2 separate regions of the Mus musculus genome follow, and region 1 is linked to region 2. The links are chromatin contacts, called in public Hi-C maps. All regions are on one chromosome and are shown on one strand. The core of a region is the stretch at or near the end of the contact, and the rest is flanking DNA. Distances in the headings are between cores, read along the strand shown.

The links. A called contact is a pair of places that touch in the nucleus more often than the background predicts.
Region 1: a Hi-C map of embryonic fibroblasts shows a contact between it and region 2, with 1.8 times the contacts expected there. The contact joins two enhancer-like sites. A contact is called at or near these places in 14 of 39 promoter capture datasets (the 3T3-L1 cell line, 3T3-L1-derived adipocytes, the C10 cell line and 9 more), 1 of 15 datasets of contacts at CTCF or cohesin (the NIH/3T3 cell line), 5 of 484 Hi-C or Micro-C datasets (the 3T3-L1 cell line, Th1 cells, Th2 cells and 1 more), 9 of 115 datasets of contacts at active chromatin or transcription factors (CD8 T cells, differentiating embryonic stem cells, embryonic basal ganglia and 6 more) and 1 of 9 other capture datasets (adipose tissue).

Annotation. Positions count from the first base shown.
Region 1 is chr4:32,464,737-32,467,436 of GRCm38.p6, forward strand. The region is part of intron 1 of Bach2 (BTB and CNC homology, basic leucine zipper transcription factor 2); the gene reads left to right. Among named protein-coding and RNA genes, the nearest start is that of Bach2, 49 kb to the left of the region's middle. Within about 2 kb of position 1,450, at least 38 of the 459 cell types and tissues checked have an H3K27ac peak or open chromatin away from gene starts, as enhancers often do. A contact at or near this core is called in embryonic fibroblasts, where this site is marked.
Region 2 is chr4:32,249,699-32,252,398 of GRCm38.p6, forward strand. It overlaps a transcript of Bach2 not described here. Among named protein-coding and RNA genes, the nearest start is that of n-TGccc3, 21 kb to the left of the region's middle. Within about 2 kb of position 1,418, at least 326 of the 459 cell types and tissues checked have an H3K27ac peak or open chromatin away from gene starts, as enhancers often do. A contact at or near this core is called in embryonic fibroblasts, where this site is marked.

The DNA of each region.
Region 1 (2,700 bases), core at 200-2,699, 220 kb after region 2:
GTGAGCTCGCTCCCAGGATGATCTCATCCAGTTGTGTGGGTTTTAAATCATCTCTAGACTCAAGGCTCCCACTTTACCTCTCTAGAATTAACCCTGTCCCCTGGTCCTTTTGATCCCTTCCTAGGGCCATCCATGGGATGTTGAGTCTGAGCACACCTCCTCTCACTCCCAAACCCGAGCCTCTCCCTGGGGTTTCCCGTTCACCAAAGCCACCCCGGGCCATCTGGTCACTTACTTGGAACTTCTCAGAGCCATCATTAACTCTATTCCTTTACTTCCTCCACCTACTCATTAGCACATCTTACCAGTCGCACTTTCTAAGCACTTGTGGAACCCGGCCACTTTGCCATCTTTTTTGCTGTTTCCTCCCTCTTCTGATCCATCAGCTAGACCGTTTGCTAATACTACCCAGGAGCTTCCACCATGCCTCCCTGCCAGCCCATTCCACTTAAACATCAAAGTGATCATTTTGAAGCATAAATGAAATCCTATACAACTCACCCACTATTGTTATACATAGACTTCAGACTACTCGCAAACCTCCACGTACCCTGCCAGCGCTTCACCTTTGTAACCCTCTCTGTCCATGACCTCCAGCCACTCTGGAAGGTTAGCATAGTGTCAAGCCTGCTCATTCTATAAAGTTGTTGAACAAGCCACTTATTTTGCTCTCTGAAATCTACATGGTCTGCTCACTCGAGTCACACAGAATCTGCTCAAGGGACTTACTGTGACCAAGATGCCAAATGCAAGACCCCATCCCGAGTTCATCCACTCTCTTGTCATGCCTACACTTTTCTCTCTATCACATTCTGCTGGGAAACTGTCTGTATATTGATGTTTCTCCTGAGGGTAAGTGCTCCCTGAGACATGTTCCCTCGCTTTGTTCCTGCTGCATGCCCAGGTACCTAGAGGAAAGTATGACATAAGACATGGAATGTTGGAGACAGCCAGTATTCACTGAATGCCCATCTTTGTTGTAGGTGTTCTGATACAGTAAAAGAAACCAGAAGGAAAATGGGATTCTGCCCTAGGGAACTCACCCCTTGGGTGGCAGAGACAGACAAGTACGCATCTCTGTGGTTCTGTGGCTGGGTAGTGTAGCTCCAGCTTGAAACCCCCAACTGTGCCCGCAGGAATCGGAAAGGTAGCCAGAAAGAGCTGACATTTGAGATTATTCCTGACAGATGAGCAAGTGTTTTCAAGGTAGAGGAGAGTGGGAAGGACACTTCAGGTGTGGAAGTGGCAGGTGCAGCAGCGTGGCACTGGGATAGATAACATTCAATGGACCGCGAATGTGACCAGCTTATGAGAGAGCTCAAAGATGTGAGTGCTTGAGTCAGCTACCAGAAAGCAACAACTTAGTTTATTCTTGGCGCTGAACGTGCTCCTTGGAATTTTCCCTTTTAGTAAGCAGTGCCCGTTCAGATGATTACTCATGCCGCAGTTCTCAGAGTCATCCTTGTATTTTCATTCTCTTACACTCCACGTCTAGTCTGCCAGCTACACACCATCAGCCCTGCCTTCCAAATAGGTGCCACGCCCAGCCTCTGCTCGCCAAGCTTATATGAATGTCTGACCCCAAGCTGCACCGTAGCTAACACTTCCAGGCAAGCCTCCCTGCTTCTCTTATGACCTTCATGGCCCCATTCCAGTCAAAAGCCAGCACTGTCATTGTCAACTGCTCTTAACTTAAAACTGGAGGAGCAACGGGCATGGATCAACTACGTGGGTGCCTAGAAAAGAGTCTGTGTGTGTGTTGGGGGTGCACTTGAGAGAGAGACAAAAAGAGAGACTCTGCATATCAAAGTCTGTGTCTTGTATATCTATATGTCTTCTTCCTTCCCCTCCCCTCCTTCCATTTCTTCTCCTTCTCCTCCCCCTCCTCTTCAACCCTCTCCCACACCACCATTCTCCTCCTCACCTTCCTCCTCTTCACCTTCTCACCCTTACCATACTTCTCATCTTCCTCCTCCCCCTCCACCTCTTCCTCCCCCTCCCCCTTCCCCTTCTTCTCCCCCCTTTCCTCCTTACCATCCTCCCTCTCACCCTCCTCCTCCTGGCTCTCCTACTCCTCCTCACCGTCCTCCTCTTCACACTCCTTCCCCCTCCCCTCCCCTCACCCTCCTCCTCACCCTCCTCCTCCTCCTGTCTCATCCCCCTTCCCCATCCCCTTTCCTTCCTTCCCCTCCTCCCACTTTCCCTTACTCTCCCCACTGGCCACCATCAGATAGGAATCCTTGTTTCACTTCCAACACGTGTCCACTGGCCGTGATGTCACACCTCACACAGAGACAATGGAGCTAAGTGATTGTAGACTGAATCTCTTGAAAATGTCAGCCAAAATATATCTTCCCTCCTTTGGGTTGTTTTATCTTAAGTATTTTCTTCACAGTGACAGAGATACAACTAATATTATAAATGCAAAGAGCATGTGGTTTTTAAAAAAAAAAATCAAAATAAGCAGAAAAGTTTAGCTTACTTGATCAATAAAAATCAGGGAAGTGCATTTTGATATATAATGTGGTTGCTTAAAAGGAATCATGAAGTCCATTTCACTCAGATTTCTATAAATAAAATTTTAAAACATAATGAAATACATTCTTTTATGAGAATATGTAATTCAGCCCTCTGAAGTTTAAAGAGAAAGTCTATAAGATTGACCACTGTGGGAAAACATGGTTTGTTCTTTTTCTCACC
Region 2 (2,700 bases), core at 168-2,667:
TCTGTGTGTGTGTGTGTGTGTCTGTGTGTGTGTGTCTGTGTCTCTGTATCTGTGTGTGTGTCTCTGTGTCTGTGTGTGTGTGTGTGTCTGTGTGTGTGTGTGCGCGCGCACGCGCGTGCGCGTGCATGCGTGCAGAGATTCTTGTGTGTCCCGGTTTTGTTGCACCCTGCATTGTACATGCCACAGTGCTGCGCAGTCAGCAGTCCCCTTGCTGACTCATGTGCCGGGGCTGTGGGGCTCCCTTGGCTGCTCTGCCTGCGGTGCTTAGGACCAGCATGGCCTGGGGAGGGTGGGAGGTCGGCTGTCATTGGGTCTGTGATCACTGTGAACTGGCTGGGTTCTTCTTCCCTCTGTCTCCCCAGCACAGCCTCTGGCTGGTAGGAAAAGCAGGCACATGTCTGCCTCTACAGGGACAGCATAGGGCACAACCTCATTTCTGGAAGAATTGGCTTTCACTTTATTGTTTTGGGAATCTTCAAACCCAGACAAATGGGTAAGGAGAGATTCTGCTGTTAACGACTTAGCACCCCCTCAAGGACTTTTTAAAACTTGAAGTGGACTTCCTTGGCATTACAGACACTTGGCCCATTTCTCCCTCTGTGGGCAGCAGAAACAGGAGGCAGGGCCAGTAAGGGGGTGTGACTAGCAAGTGAAGTCGTCCCCTGGTGACCACAGCCTTTGTTTATATCTGTTGCTGGCTATTGATGTGAAAACAAAAACAAAGCGCCTAGCCTGGGGTCAGGAAGATGCTGTCACCTGACTTAGCTGACTCCCTCTGCCTGTTTTGTTTACATAGCTCCGGTTTGGGTTTTTCGTCAGAAAGTGTGAAATGCTGTTTTTTCTGAGGTCGCTACATAAACTTCCTTTTGTGGACGGGAGTTGATCAGATCATCCTAGACTCCCAGACGATGATGCAAAGCTGCTGAGCTGGCGCAGGGAAAGCTGAGCAGGGGCTGAGACAGAGCCTCTTGCTAGCCTGGAGAAGCTTTCTCCAGGAAAGGAGGGCTCTCTGACCAGTAATAAAGAGAAAGCCACAGTGACTGTAGCATATGCTGACGGACGGTCTTGGTTTCTGTCGATAAGGGGTGACTCATCAGTGTCAATAGAATTGTGACTTCTAATAATAACACAGCGTGAGCCCTTCAAAACATGCGGTTTTAGCCCCTGCTCTCAGTGAAAGGTTGGAAAATGTTAGTTTGAGCTTTTTCCCCCCTGACCTCTTTATGTCACCAGAGTATGAAATCGTGTTTTTGTAGGTGTGATGGTGACCCCATTGTTTTTTCGTCTTACTGTTTTTAGTTTCGCTCTGACTAAGAAAGCAAAGTGGATTATTTCATCGCTCAGAAATCTGTGCACTAAGCGTTGCCTCCAGGGCTGTGTTTTGAGGGAAGTGTGGCTGAAAAGCAGATCCTCCCAGAATGCAGAAAGGAAAAAACTGAACAGACCACAGGCCACCGGGAGCTGGGCGCCTCCTACACAGTCTATTGTGAAGGGCTGTGGGCTTGCTGAGTAGCCCGATTGCCCTGTGAGTCATGGCCAAAGGATTCCAACAAGGGGGTTCACAGAAGAGAGTCAGCCCCGACAGAGAGGAAGCGAGCTGCCTGTGTCCATGGCCAGGGCTGCCGCTGTCCTGAGCACCAGCTTGCTCCAGTCTACATGTGGAGCCTTGCCTGTTCTCTGGCTAGTTTGGTTGGCTTTTGCTGCAGGCCATTCTGTCAGTGCTTTGCCACAAAGACTCTGAAGTTAGAACAAGGGACTCTCCAGGTTCAGGAGGAGCCTGCCTGCTCACATACCTGCGCTCTTAGCTTTCTAACCATTGCTCCCTCTTAATGTGTAGACCACCCTTTGTCCTGAGCTGCTGGGCAGGCCTTATACCTTCTCTGCCTGGTCAGGGAAGTGAATCCTTCACAGAGCACTCACAGGAGGAAAGAGGGTGGGAGGAAGGGAGGGAGGGTGGGAGGAAGGGAGGGAGGGAGGGAGGGAGGGAGAGAGAGAGAGAGAGAGAGAGAGAGAGAGAGAGAAATACAGCATTCAGTAGTATTTGAATGAGAGATGAATGAATGAATGAATGAATGAATAAATACAACACTCACAGTAGGATTTTATTTATAAGTAAGTAAATGTGTGTGTGTGGATGTGTGCAGGTGAGGTGGGTGGGTGCTGCTGAGAACTGCCCCCTAGGGTACCTGCTTTTAACCTCTGAGCCTCTTGCCAGCTTCTCACAGAAGGTTTTTTGTTTGTTTTCTTTTGTGTTTTCTGGGTTTTTTTTTGTTTTAATTAAATGAAGTTTTACGTCAGTCTTGCCTCTTGGAAACTTCTTTTACAATGGATCTTTTGTCTTACGCTGACCTGTTGGTACTTTGGGGTTTGATGGGATGCCTCTCTGGTCCTCTCTGCATCTTTTATTCCTGGTGCTTTTCTATGTTGCGCTAGCTAACATGGCCACCGAGGAGAAGAGGGAGGGAGTGAATTGGCTCCTTGGGCCTCACTCTGAACTCCACCTGCTGTGTTTTTCTGCCCACAGAAAAAGCACAGACGCCTCGGCAAGATATTTAAAGCTCTTAAAACCTGTTCCTGCCCTGAGACTACAGGTGCATTTCTGCTTCACACTGGTTCCCAAATTGTGAGTTATATTTTGGTTCTGAAGTTTTTCAAGTTTATTCTAAAACTACCTTTTGAATGAACGTCTGCATTACAGGC